Linked DNA regions of Hordeum vulgare: region 1 is linked to region 2. Evidence: chromatin contacts called from public Hi-C data. All regions are on one chromosome and are shown on one strand. Each heading gives the region's core, a stretch centred on a gene start, on an enhancer-like site or on the middle of the called end of the contact. The rest is flanking DNA. Distances are from core to core; before and after follow the strand shown. Region 1 has its middle 43 kb from the start of LOC123412236. Region 2 has its middle 130 kb from the start of LOC123408434.

What was found. Hi-C and Micro-C count contacts between places; a contact is called where the count stands out from the background.
Region 1: a contact with region 2 is called in a Hi-C map of leaf, with 1.7 times the contacts expected there. The contact joins two enhancer-like sites. A contact is called at or near these places in 3 of 6 Hi-C or Micro-C datasets (leaf and seedling).

What each region holds. Positions count from the first base shown.
Region 1 is chr7H:74,784,086-74,790,798 of MorexV3_pseudomolecules_assembly, forward strand. No RefSeq gene overlaps it. Among protein-coding and RNA genes, the nearest start is that of LOC123412236, 43 kb to the right of the region's middle. Within about 2 kb of position 2,861, at least 3 of the 3 cell types and tissues checked have open chromatin away from gene starts, as enhancers often do. A contact at or near this core is called in leaf, where this site is marked.
Region 2 is chr7H:74,394,217-74,401,331 of MorexV3_pseudomolecules_assembly, forward strand. No RefSeq gene overlaps it. Among protein-coding and RNA genes, the nearest start is that of LOC123408434, 130 kb to the right of the region's middle. Within about 2 kb of position 2,180, at least 1 of the 3 cell types and tissues checked has open chromatin away from gene starts, as enhancers often do. A contact at or near this core is called in leaf, where this site is marked.

The DNA of each region.
Region 1 (6,713 bases), core at 1,611-4,110, 390 kb after region 2:
TGACTCGTTGTTTACGTATGGTTTTATGCAAATGCAACTATCAAAGTAATAAAAACACTTGTACTGAGAAATACATGGTTTGTTGCACGATAATTTTGTTGCTGCAACACAAAGGTGTGAGAATAACATCGTAATATATAGTTTCTAATCCTAAAATTCAATATGATTTGTTGATTGGTTTATGTACTTGCTTTTTAGCAGAATCATATATATAAAAAAATGTTCTCCTGGTATAGTTGCTACTTGCGTGGGTTGCTAGCTTGATTTCTTATTGGTGATGCTTGCTAAATCTAGCTCTTCGTTATGCATATTTTTAACCATTATTCAATTATTTTTTGATTTACTGTTTCATTAGCCCATATCCATGCTTGCCTTGAGAAGTAATAATGTACTTCTCTATTTCATATTCATAATTTGATAGATTGTAAGTTCCTTTGTGTTACTCGTGTACCTTGTTATCTTGTCTGTTTTCATCTCATCAAGATAGAACCTTGTTGTGTTTTGTCAATTTGTAGGTACTGGGAGCTGATAGTCACGACACATGAAGCACAAGCGAGAGCATTTGAGGAGATACATATGAAGCAACACAAAGACTTGGAAGCTGTGAAGAAGAGCCATCAAAACAAGAATGGAGCATGGCAAAACAAGAAACAAGAGACATATAACTTGATTGGTTGATTGGTTTTCTCTTAAGGGCCCAAGTAACTCAACAAGGAACTCAACAATCCTAGTCCAAACCTGATAGTGCATGAAGGCCATCCTTTTGTGATGGAAAGATAGTTGTTGAATCATACTCCCTCTGTACCAAAATAATTACAACTACAATTATTTTGATACAAAGAGAGTACATTGCAATCATCGGGACAACACATGTGGTCTTTAGTTATCTAGTTCTTCCCAACTACAATTATTTTGGTACAGAGGGAGTACATTGCAATCATCGGGACAACACATGTGGTCTTTAATTATCTAAACGTTACTTCTCAACTTTGTCTATTGTTGTATCAAACTTGTGATTAAGTGTTACTTTTTATTGTCATTTTAAGAGGATGATTTGGCTAAGACGATTGAATATATAAAATGATGCGTCTTCCATTTCAATTTATGACGTGATTTGGACTCTAACTTATTTATATAAGGTGATGTGATTTGAATTAAATACTTATTCTCATATGCATTTGGAATAAAGTGAATTTGTTAAATTTAATGTAATTTCAATTCAAAATAAATTACATACATTTTGATTGTGGCATCTTCATCAATAAGGAAATTAACAACTCTATTGACATGGCAGGAAGTCACTAACGTTGCTTTGTCACTCAATATGGTACAATATGGCATATTTTCTCGTGACGTGTGATATTAATCGACTGTCACATAGATGACGTTCTAAAGAACATGACCGGAGGTCCCATTTTTAGTGACACTTTTTGCGTGTGCCATCACTAGGAGTAATTTGTGATGGGATTTCCTGATGATACTTGTGATGCCTAGAAAACGTCACTCAAGGGTAATTTGTGACGTTATTAGCTTTTGACATTTTTTTTGTCTCGACACAACAGGCCCGATCTTTTGTAGTGACAACTCATGCATGCCCGTAAGCTGTTGAGCAAATGCGGACCCTACTGTGTTGGTCATATAGGCGGTCCTTCCGATTTTTGCTAGGCTGCATTTTGTTTTTTTCCTTCACCCTTTTTTCATGATTTGTTTTGTTTTCCTTTTAAAATTTAAAAATATTTCTTCAAATTCAATACACAATCTGAATTCTTGAACATTTTAAAAAATAAATGCTTTCTTCATTCTTTGAACATTTTTTTACAAATCTGTCATGATATTTTCATATTCAATGATATTTATAAAAAATATAGTCATTGTTTAAATTCACAAATATTTTTAAAATTTACAAACATTTTGGAAATACACAAAGAAATTCAAATTGCTGAATGTTTTTTAAAAGTTTTTCTAATAGAATCTGGGCTAATAATGTCATGGGGAACCCACGATTCGACGAGGCGCTTACATGATGTGTCCACTTGGAGGAGAAAACTTTGGAGCTCTCTTAAACCTCTATTCCTAAGGAGCTTCGCAATTGTAAGGATGTTCCAAAACGAATGGGAAAATGCATAATATCTCAATCCAAAGTTCCAAACGACCGCAGAAAATGATGCTTCCGGAGTACTGTTCGGACGGTGTCCACGCCTGGTTTACAGGGGAACTAGAGGCCATGCCGACCGGGACGTTGCCATCCCGGATTGGGTGTTTTGGGAAGCGGATTCAGCGGGGCTCGGTTTGGCTTTGCGGGATGCGACAGCCGCTGCAGTGGGCAGGGGAGGCAAAGGAGATCAGCGTTCTTGCCATTCCCAGCCGCCCATCCCTGTTCTTCCAAGATCCGTCTCCGATTTGGTAAAAAGACATGGACGCTGGGTAAATGTCATTTGGCCACATTGCCAGAAGGAACGCGTGCCTTTGCAACGGTGTACTGTGCTCAGCGTAAACCCGAGCCATGGCGCTTGCTCGGAATGGTAAGGGAATCTTGGCACCTCTTCCCAGATCGCACAAGCTGATGCAGAACGGTTAACGTGCCACAGCATGGTAAAGAAGAAACGATGGCTCTTTACGCCCACATTTTTTTCGTCCGAACAAAATGAAACGTCCACTGCCGCCAATCACAGATAGCTCATGATATACGAGGAATAAATTAGTAACGCGTGATGGATACGTTGCTCAAATTCACAGCTCACAGCAGCAGTCAGTCAGCAGCATCAGGAACAGTGGATCGGAGACCTAGCCCTGACCTGGTCACCTGACCTTGACCGCTCGGTGCGGGCATGCTCAGGTCGGGCCAGTCCAAGGGGAATGTCAAGCTTTGCACCATCTTCACGTAAGCGGGGTAGGACCACCTGTCACAGCACGGTTCCGAGAGTACTCGAGCACACCTGGCTTGGGCCGCTGCCGCGGAAGCGCGCGGCTGGGGCCAGCCAGCCACCGCGGAAGGGAAGCCAGCGAGCCCGCCGGCGTGGAGGCGCTGCTGCCTTCGGTTACTAAACTACTTACTGAGACTAACTTCACGTACGGTATGTAACTTGATTACGCATCTAACTTTACAAACCGAATACAACTAGTACTACCATCACGTAGACACCTAGCTGATTGGGACTTGATACATGAGACATGACTAGTAAAAGGCTCGTGCGTTGCAACTGATATGCAATCTAATATCAGACTTGTGAAAACTATAAATATTATAATAAAATATTTTCATCATAAATATACTTGATGGGACTTTGTAATTTATGTTTTCACATGTTATTTAAATTTTAAGAAGTTCTACATTATCAATATATTAGAGCATCTATAGTCGGACTGGGTAGATCCACCCTCTATACGTCCGGAGGCGTCCGACCAGTGACCGGACGTGTCCCCTATTTATTTGTCCGTGCAACCAAATTTCTTATTTTCTTCCTCACATGTGCTGCTAGTTACACGTTATTGATGAAGAGAAAGGGTGAGAAAGAAAAGAATGAATAAAGAAAAGGAAAATATGATCGGGGGTGCGGTAGTGTCTTGTGTGACGGATTGATCGTGCGTCTCCGCAAGCCCTCATATCTTTCCTATATTTGTCCTTAATATAAGGATTCGCCGACAGCGCGGACAAAAAGGGATGATATGAGAAAACTTATTGGATCACTTTTTTCCTTCTCTTTCTTATCCAGTCACGGGGCCGTATGAGAGGTCGTTTGAGGCGTCCGGTTGTAGTAGCGTCGGCAGTGGAAGAAGTAGAGTAAGTCGTCGATCTGAGTTTCAGCTTCGAGCAGGTTCCGGGAGGCCGCAAGGGGTTGGGCGGTCAAGCTGGTGGTGAGATAGATTTGATGGCACGATCTGGTTCACTTGCATGTCGTCAAGCGTGTCATCGTCGTGGCCATTACCATCGCAAAACATGACGGCCATCCAAAACAAACGAAGCGACGGAGCTGTTCTAGCTTCTTTTTCAGCGTTGGACCATGATGGCGTAGTCGCAGGCGTCGGCCCGTTGTACCGCCCGCTGCAACAGATCGTCTGATATTTAGGTGGCAATGAAAGAAGAATGGCTACCTCTGCTTGATCAACCTATAGAAGCACACCTTACGGTATGGATATAACATGTTAGATTTGGAGTTAGGATTTAAAAGATATGAATGTTTTAAAAGCATTTGAATTTACACAAAAAATGAAGCAATAGGAAAGGAAAAACAAGCTGGCACTGGAGTCGAACTCAGGTCTCCTAGTGGTGCATCAAGCCGTCGGTGCATCTGCCACTCGGCTAGGTACATGACTGTGCTGAAACAGAGGTGGCGCTTTATATATACCAGATTAAACAAACCGTTTTTCGTTTTCTTCACTTAAAAAGGGAGTGCGGGTTGAATACATCAAACTTCAGGGACTTTTTTGCAAAACCGTCATGACGGACGGCAGAAGCATTGTGCGCTTTATTATTAGAGGAGATTATTGCCAACAATCTTTCCTTAATCTTGATTGGTTGATGATTCACTCGTCCACTCATCCCTTCGCATCACGACAAGCCAAATTGTCGGCTTGATTATTCGCGACAATCTTCCCTTCAATTTTGACTTGCGAATTTACATACCACCTTAGATATCTTTTGAACTATCCAGCCTCGCTAGCCACTATCGGCCAATTTCATCATGTATCCTAGTGAGATACATGTCAGCTCATTATAAATCACACCATCATGTGCATTACACCATGCACTCCGACCTTATGTAGAGACATGGACTTATTAAAAAGACACGTCTTCACTGGTTTACCATCCTTATATACTTAACTTGATCCTCTCATCAATACACACAGACGAGTTGGATGCACTTCATCTTTAACAGATCATCACATACAGTAGCACTTGGCAACTACTCCCTTCGTTCCTAAATATAAGTCTTTTAAGCAACTTCACTAGAGGTCTACATACGGAACAAAACGATTGAATGTATGCTTTAAAGTATGTCTATATACATCCGTATGTAGTCTAATAGTAAAACCTCTAAAAAGACTTATATTTAGGAACGGAGGGAGTATGTAACAAGCTACCCGTCACCTAGCAGGTTTCTGTTTTGTTATGAAGGAGCGATCTAGCTAAAGGAAATGAGGTGATCTTCCACTGGTTTTTTCGGTTTTGTTTTTTCCTTCTTTTTTCACCGGTTTCTGTTCATTTCTTTTTTGTTTTTACATTTTTTCCCTTTATTTCTATCTCCTTTTTGGTTTGCCTTTTTATTTGTTTCTCTATTTTTCTATGGTTTTATTTGTTTCCTTCTCAGTTTTTACTAGCTTTTTCTTCTTTTCCATATATTTTCTTCATTTTTTCCTCGGTATTGTTTGCTTCTTTTCTTCATCAGTTATCTTTTGTTTTCTCTATGGGTTTTAATATTTTCTACACACATTTTTGATATATGTATAATACACATTTAAATTTCTTCAAATACTAAATTAACATTTGTTGAATGCATGATCAACATTTTTCTATACATATTTTCCATATAGCAATTTTTTTAATATACAGACAAATCTTTTTGTATACACATTGAATATTTTTCTGGAAGCTTGATTAACATTTCGAATTACAAGTTTAATATTTTTCTAGTATATGGTCAACATTTTTATATAAATATTTCACATTTTTCAAGGACAGGATTAACGTATTTTTATTGCATGGTAAACAATATTTCCATACACATTTAAAAAAAATCTAAAGCAGGTTTAACATTATTTGAATACATGGTCAACATACTTACTTTACGCATTTAACATTTTTCAAATACAAATTTAACATTTTTAATACATGGTCACCATTTTTATATACATGCTTAACATTTTTCAAAGATAAGTTTACTATTTTTTAAATACATGGTCAACATTTTTTCTATACACATTTAACAATTTTTGTATTCAAGTTTAACTTTTTTAATACATGGTATAAAAATTAATATACAAATTTAATAGTTTTCAAATACAAATTTAATATTATTTGAACACTTGTTCAACATTTGTTTTCAAATTCTTAGAGTAGCATCTTTTAAATACATGGTCTACATTTTTCTATACACATTGCATGTTGTATATTTTTTTGTATACATGAGAAACAAATTTTCTATACATATTTTCTGAAACTTTTTATGTAATTTTATTTATTATAAAATATATGGAAATATAAATACTTTTTTAGGGAAATAAATAAAGTAAAATAAATCCAAAAACAAAACAGAAAGTGTAAAAGGGAGAATATCGCCAACGACCTGTGGTCAATGGCGCGATGGCCGGCCCAGTATGGAGCTCGCCTTCAGTGGGACGTTCTCTCGTCTCGTTGTAGGCGAGACAATCAGCGGCCACATCCCAATCGTCAGCACGAATGAGGCACAATGTTTGGTCTAGGTCCGTCCGCTCAGTTGGGAGCTAGAGTGTTGTCGAACATGATTTGAGGAAGAGGTGAGACCACACCTACTATCCTGTAGTGGGATAAGAAGGAAACGCACAATATGTAGCGATGGGCCGACCCATTCATTGGTTTTTAAGTGTTTTTGAAAATTTGAGTTTCACATATTAAAATTAATAGAAATATTCAAAAAAGTTTTTCAAATAAGAGAATATTGTAGAAATAAAAGAAATTGATCAGGTGCATGCTTATAAATGATCATCCTATATATGTAATCTTTAACGAGTAGTGT
Region 2 (7,115 bases), core at 930-3,429:
GGAATGTACCATCCACAAACATCAGGGGAGGACAATGTCGGAAAGCTTCGATGCACAAACCGAAAGAGAAGAATACTCGTTTCAACACCTTGTAATCTGGTATAATCTCCAACCTCGTGTGTTGTATGTTAACATAAGTGCCGGGATTCCTCTCCTTCAGTATGTCAAGGAGACGGACAACATTATCATATGACTCGAAGAACGTCCCAAACCTTTCCTCCATAGCCTTCTGCTTAGCCCTCCAAGCCTTCCCATACGGAATGTCCTAATTCCATCTGACCTTCACTTCTTTCTGGATATGTTTTGCTTCCATATCTTTCTTCTCAACTATCTCAGTATACATGAGTTGCACTATGAGAGTTGAACTCAGGTTTGGATGACGAACCAACAGATTTTTCCTCACACAATTATGTGGGACCACATTGGTGACAACCCAGTGGATGTTATACTTTGGCACGTGCCCGTGCACCTTCGCAGGACAACCTGTTTCAACACAATTCGCGGTATATTTTTTTGGAGTCGATATGTGTGTCCGGAAAACCCTCTGCTTAGACATAGCCCACATTATCACTGCATACTTCAATTTTTTCTTTGTGTCAAACATAGCCCCGATCTGGACTTGGTTCAGATTATATTGCCATGGTCTCTCGCCATCGTTGACAGTAATGCCATCAGGCATGTCCTTATCCCATCCGGAAGGAATCAGTACATGCACTTCATCCTCAGAATTTTCAGAATCCACATCCTCCGTAAACCCATCCTCGTTCTCTTCCTCCATCACCCTCTGCATTTCATCGGCTTCCTCATCCCCATTAGCAACACCAGAGCCAGCTAATAATATCGACTGAATACTCTGCCCAGTCTCATTGTGTGGCACATAATTTGACTCTTTCTCCGCTTGGCTAGTATCCACATCCGGTGGCTGTGACCCGGATACATGACTACCATGTCATGGTTCATACCCCACGTTGACTTGTACGAAATTCTCCTGACACGAAGGAGGAGAATTTCGTAATAAATAGTCAAATTTATTACGTACATTACCAAAGTCACGTTAACTTGCTAAGATCAACCCCTAACATTACCAGGGTCGTAATAAATAGTCAAATTTATAGATTCAGACATTTTCACCTGTCAGACATTGCGAGCTTGTCATTATTCGCAACGAACAAATTTACACTAAATAAACCAACACTAAAAAGAACCTAAAGTAAAAAATCGGTATACCTTCCACGCGTGTGTCCCCTTCTTCTTCCTCTCCACCTTCTTCTTCATCTGCACCACACCACTTCCTCACCTCACCATCCACAACTCCACCATCGAAAGCTACCGCATCACACAAAATGAGACCATAGGCCGGTGAAGATGGGTAGGATCTATTGATTCCGTGGATTGAATACGAAAATGGGCGGAGGATTGAGGAGATCGGGGGGGGGGGGGGGCAAAGTGCTGGAAAAAACGAGAGAGAAAAGAGAAACCAGATAAAACAGGAAATGAGGAGGAAGAAGGGGCCACCGGGGGCTATCCAGGGGCACTTCGGCCTCCTCGAGGCCGACAGCCCCACTTCGGCCACCTGCAGGTCGACAACCCCCCATCGGCCACCTGCAGGCCGACAACTCCCCCAACGGCCACCCCCAGACCGACGGGGTGCTATTTTTGCCATTTTTTAAAATGCATACGTTATTTTCAAATTTATTACAAATTTCGTATTAGTTTTGAAAAAAAAACGACCAACGCCCCCCCCCCCTCCTAATGATCGATAAAGCTTAGGAGGTTGTTCTACAAAAAATCCGGTTATGTCGTCGCGGAATGTATCACATTTTTCTGAAATCCACAAGCTGGTCATACGAGTCATGACTGAGTGCGTACTTACTCTCCATCATCTCTTCAATGTATGAACTGTACCTCCCCGCGAAATAAAAGAGTAAGAACTCTAGCCATAAAATGTCAAGGCCTTTGCTATAACCCAGCAATTAGTACTTCTGGGCATCGATGCATGGCTCTCCACTAAGCACTGCCGATCACCTCCAGATGTGAAATAGACAAAGCCACAAAGGGCAGAAGGATGAACTAACTACTAGACGTGAAAACAGATTATTGCAGAACAGACAAGATCAACTGTCAATTCTGCTATTTAAGGTGCATATCCAGCTCATTGATGCTGATATTATAGCTTGGAAGAAGGTCGCTGTCATTGCAGTGGGTCACTAGTCTGATCAACAACATCGCCCAATAAGGGCTATCAAGACAGCAACTAGAATCCGTTTCAAAAAAAAAAAAAAAAAAGACAGCGACTGGAACCAATGGAGTGGGTTTCAATGCACGACATATGGAAAATGTGGCAACCTTGGAACATCGATCAGTTTTGAAATATAAAGATCAATGAGTACTGCTATTAAACATGTGTATGGTGTCCTGGCTAATGACTATAAAAAGGCAAAACAAATACTATTATACTAAATGATCATTTATAAGATCCTTAAAAACCTTTCAATCCTGCAGGCTTGTTCCTCCTTTATTGGGATTCATTGAATACCACCGTATTTGAATAACAAAGCCGGTTTGGTTGATACTGATGTCCTTTATTAGGCACCACGGCACCTCTGCATTAGTGAGATGAAGGCTAGCAGCACCCGTACACCACTAGCAGCAGCATTCAGTGGTTCAGGCGAGTTGGTTACTATAGAGAACACGGAGTTACCTCGCCTGTAGCTAGGGTTTAGTACTCGTCAGTACTTCGACGGTCTAGTACTTAGTACGTAGTACGCGCGCGGCCGTGCATGCACGCACGCAGGATCGGATTCAAAAAAAATTAGGGCTCATCCGTCGGACGTTGCTCGGGCAGTCTAATCCACAGTGACTTTGTGAGGCCGTGCATGCATCTCATTAAGAACAGGGGAGGCGACTGTATCTCTCTTTCCCCCCTTTCATTTCGTCGCTGAAACCTGCAGGGGATCTGGCGGACGACTTGAATTACTTAGCAACATTGAAGCCTATCATATCATATGGATGTGGTGTAAATGCACGCCATTTACGAAGATCAAATGCACATTTATTTCCGGGGAGAGTTAATTCCGCTGGTTCATCATCGCACAACAAGCTACTGGGTCTGGGAGAGTGGGAGTTGTTTGCTGCTCGGAATGCAAGACAAGCCTCCTCTGTTTTTTCTTCTTGTTCTCGTTTTCAAGGGTAGGGGAGGAGGGAGAAAAGAAAGAGACATCAAGGAGATCTATAGGTGAAGGTTTGGAGGTGGAAGGACGCAAAGCCTGAATGACGTGCCATGTGGAAAAACGCCGTCCACATCGACCCATATCTAACGACTAAAGTGTTTCAAAAATGGTGATCTAAACCGTGGTAGGCCATCTTCAACGCTGACCCGCAAAAGTATCTGGTATATGTTGTCCGCACCTGGTCCACGGACATGATAAAAAAGAAAGCAATCCAGCACTAATTACAAAGTATCCGAAAAATAGATGAAGACCATGCATGTGATGGGTTATTATTGTGTGATATACCATTGGAAAGAAAGAGAAAAAAAAACCATACATGTGCGGAGAGATAGAAGGGAAAATGACCATGTGGAGCCTTTTGGTTGGTCAAATGGATGTCCGGACTCTTATACATCCCCCTACTTTTGTCTCCATTTTACCGGAAAGCGGACATTCAGACCATTTCGTGAACTGATGCAGGATCATGCTGGATTACAAAGTAAACAAAAGTCTACAAAGGAAGTAATTAGAAGATGGTTAAGTGAATCAATAAAAGGGATATACATAAATGTATAGTAAAAAGAAGTGCTAAGTTCAAGTCCTGTTGTTCAATATAAATAAAAGTTTTCCTCCAGTTCAAGTCTATTTTACAATGCAGTGTATAGGGCATCTTCAACGCCGACCCTAAAACTGCACGTATACATTTGGACCATAAGAGTCATCCAATACAGTTCTGTATCAATCCATTTGACGGTCCACACGCACTTTCATCCGCAAAGTGGAGACAAAGATGGAGGGGGAGGGGGAGGGGGAGGGGGGAGTTCCGACATCATCCACTTTGGGCTTCGAACCCCATGCCCGTTAATTTCGCTCTCCTTGTTCCAGATTTTCACCCCATCACTTCTCCCCCTTACTTTACATCAGCACCCACTATCTTCATCGCCGCCGATGTTCCTCTCCAGCTGCCACACATGCATCGTCGGACGTTCGTAACCAACATTGATGTGCCCACTTGCCTTTTAAGACCGCGTTGTCCACCTTAATGTTTGTTCCTAGGTACACTCCACCACCTTGTCAACTACGTCCATGGCAGCCACCATGCCCGACAGGTGTTCGGCCAAATGTCATTTAGCTTAATTTCGGATGCCATGTCATTTTGTGGAGTAATAAGGATGTCTAGGTACTAGACCATGGAGGATGAGTTGTTGTTCAATGCGTAGTTTGTCGTACCCGCAGAGGCATGAGAAGAAGGGGTACCTTCTGGTAGCAAATGCAGGAATCATGAATGTTTCACGCATGAAAGCACATTGCGGCCTACAATATGCACATCATACATGATCACAATGTGAGGTCGTTATCATATCGATGATACGCCATCCAGGCCATCGTCACCAAGTTTTGTTACATCGTTGCTCAAGTGGTGCCATTGCACGCGGTAAAGGAGGAGATCCTAAGTTTTGTTTCTTCTTCCTCAACTTGTTGATTGAATCATCCATTCGCTCATTGTTTCTCTACACATTGTGTATCCCGCACATGTTGCCATGATGTACCACACGAAAGAGGGACGACCATTTACATACACATATTGTTGGATGAAGCTGAAGGAGCAGTATATATGGGATGACATGATCCGTTATTTGAAAAACTTGTTGGACATCAAATTTGAGACATTGTTGTACTAGATTTATTATTTTCATGTTATGTATGGGTGATTTGTGCTACTCCCTCCGTCTCGTAATGTACTAGTGTAAAAAAACATCTTATATTACGGGACGGAGTGGTATTTTTCTATAGGCACATTTTTGTACACATCTAATACATTTTGGTAATACACATTTCACATTTTTCAGATATAAGGTCAATCTTTTTTTGAATACTTGGTCAATATTTTTTAAATACACATTTAACATTTTTTTAATACATGGTCAATTTTTATACACATTTTTTATACATTTTTGTATACATAATAAACATTTTCTATATACACATTTAACATTTTTAAATGCTTAGACAACATTTTTCAGATATTTTCGTAGAGAGTTTTTGTAATATATATATTTATAAAATTTAAATTATAGAAAAAGAAAAATAAGGAAAAAAGCGAAAACAAAAAACATAAAAAAGACAGAGAAAAAATGAGCTTGTGGCCTCCAGCGCACATGGAGTGGACCACCTCGTTCTACCCTTTAACGAGGGTTCCGTAGGTCTTGCTGGAAGCGAGACATGGAGATGCCCTGTACATACCCCATTGACCAAGAATACGAAAGGGGTTTGCAAGATCTTCGTCTATACTAATCTATGCAAACTTGGCAATACGAGAACTTCTCCCATCCCTCCAAGCCTAGAACCTAACTGAGTTGTCAAGAAACTAGGTGATCTTCCCGCGGGTTATTGCAGGATTGTAAAGATAAATTATGGATAAAGATTATATGAACGGAATGACCCAAGTAAAAACGCTATTATTTTTGGATTTAGTTGTGCATGAACAAAGAGTATGCATGTACGCTGGACTATTGGAGATTGAACAATTAAATTGGGGTATGGATGTGCTACAAAATAATTTATGTGAATAATGGTATGGTTGATTTGATGATGTGGAGGGCCGCATGTTGAGAGAATTAGATTTAGTGGGATAACAAAGAGTATGCATGTATGCTAGACCATTGAAGATGTAACAATTAAACAGAAGTATGCATGTGCTACAAAAATACATCAGCTCGAGCAAGATGAGGGTACAATGTTGGACACGAGAATCTGAAGTTGTATATTTGTGATTACTAAAAAAACTCTTCGGGACTCCTGAAGACAATTTTGTATCGATGAATGAACAAATGGCGGGTGACATACCTCAGCTTGGGACGGACGAGAATGAGTTAGTAACCGCGCCTTTTACGGAGAAAGAGGTGTTTGAAGCCATATCACAAATGAAAAATAATAAGGCACCAGGCCCAGATGGATTTCCGGCTGAGTTTTACAAAAAGTGTTGGCACATTATCAAAGGTGACTTGTTACCTATGTTCCAAGACTTATTTTACGGGAACTTACAGTTATTTCACCTAAATTTCGGAACAGTGACACTTTTGCCAAAGAAGGAGGGTGCAGTGCGTATAGAACAATTTAGACCTATTTGCCTTCTGAATGTCAGCTTGAAAATCTTTACAAAGGTAGGAACGAATAGGTTGACTCAGATTGTACATGAGGTAGTGCAACCTAGTCATGCGGCTTTCATGCCGGGCCGAAACATACTAGAGGGTGTGGTGGTCCTGCATGAAAAGCTGCATGAAATTCACTCGAAGAAACTAGATAGGGTTATCTTCAAGGTGGATTTTGAGAAGGCATATGATAAGGTCAAATGGACATTCCTGCAACAGGCATTACGTATGAAGGGGTTCGACGAAATATTGAGGAATCATGTTGAATCATTCGTACAAAAATGGAGTGTTGGAATTAAAGTCAATGATGACATTGGCCATTTCTTCCAAACTTTCAAAGGTCTCAGGCAGGGAGATCCAATGTCACCCATCCTATTTAACATAGTTGTAGACATGTTGGAAATTCTAATAGGAAGGGCTAAACTAAGAGGATGGGTAGGTGGACTGGTGTCGCATCTGGTGGATGGTGGCGTGTCTATCCTGCAATATGCTGATGATACTATCTTGTTTGTGGAACATGATGAAGCAAAAGCCAGGAATATGAAGCTTATACTCTGCCTCTTTGAACAATTGTGAGGCTTGAAAATCAATTTTCATAAGGGTGAGCTTTTTTGTTTTGGGAAAGCCAAAGATGAACAAAATACTTACAAACAATTGTTCGGTTGTGAACTGGGAAGCCTACCGTTCAACTATTTAGGCATACCTATTCACCATCGCAAGCTTCCCAATAGTGAGTGGGAAAGCATAGAGGATC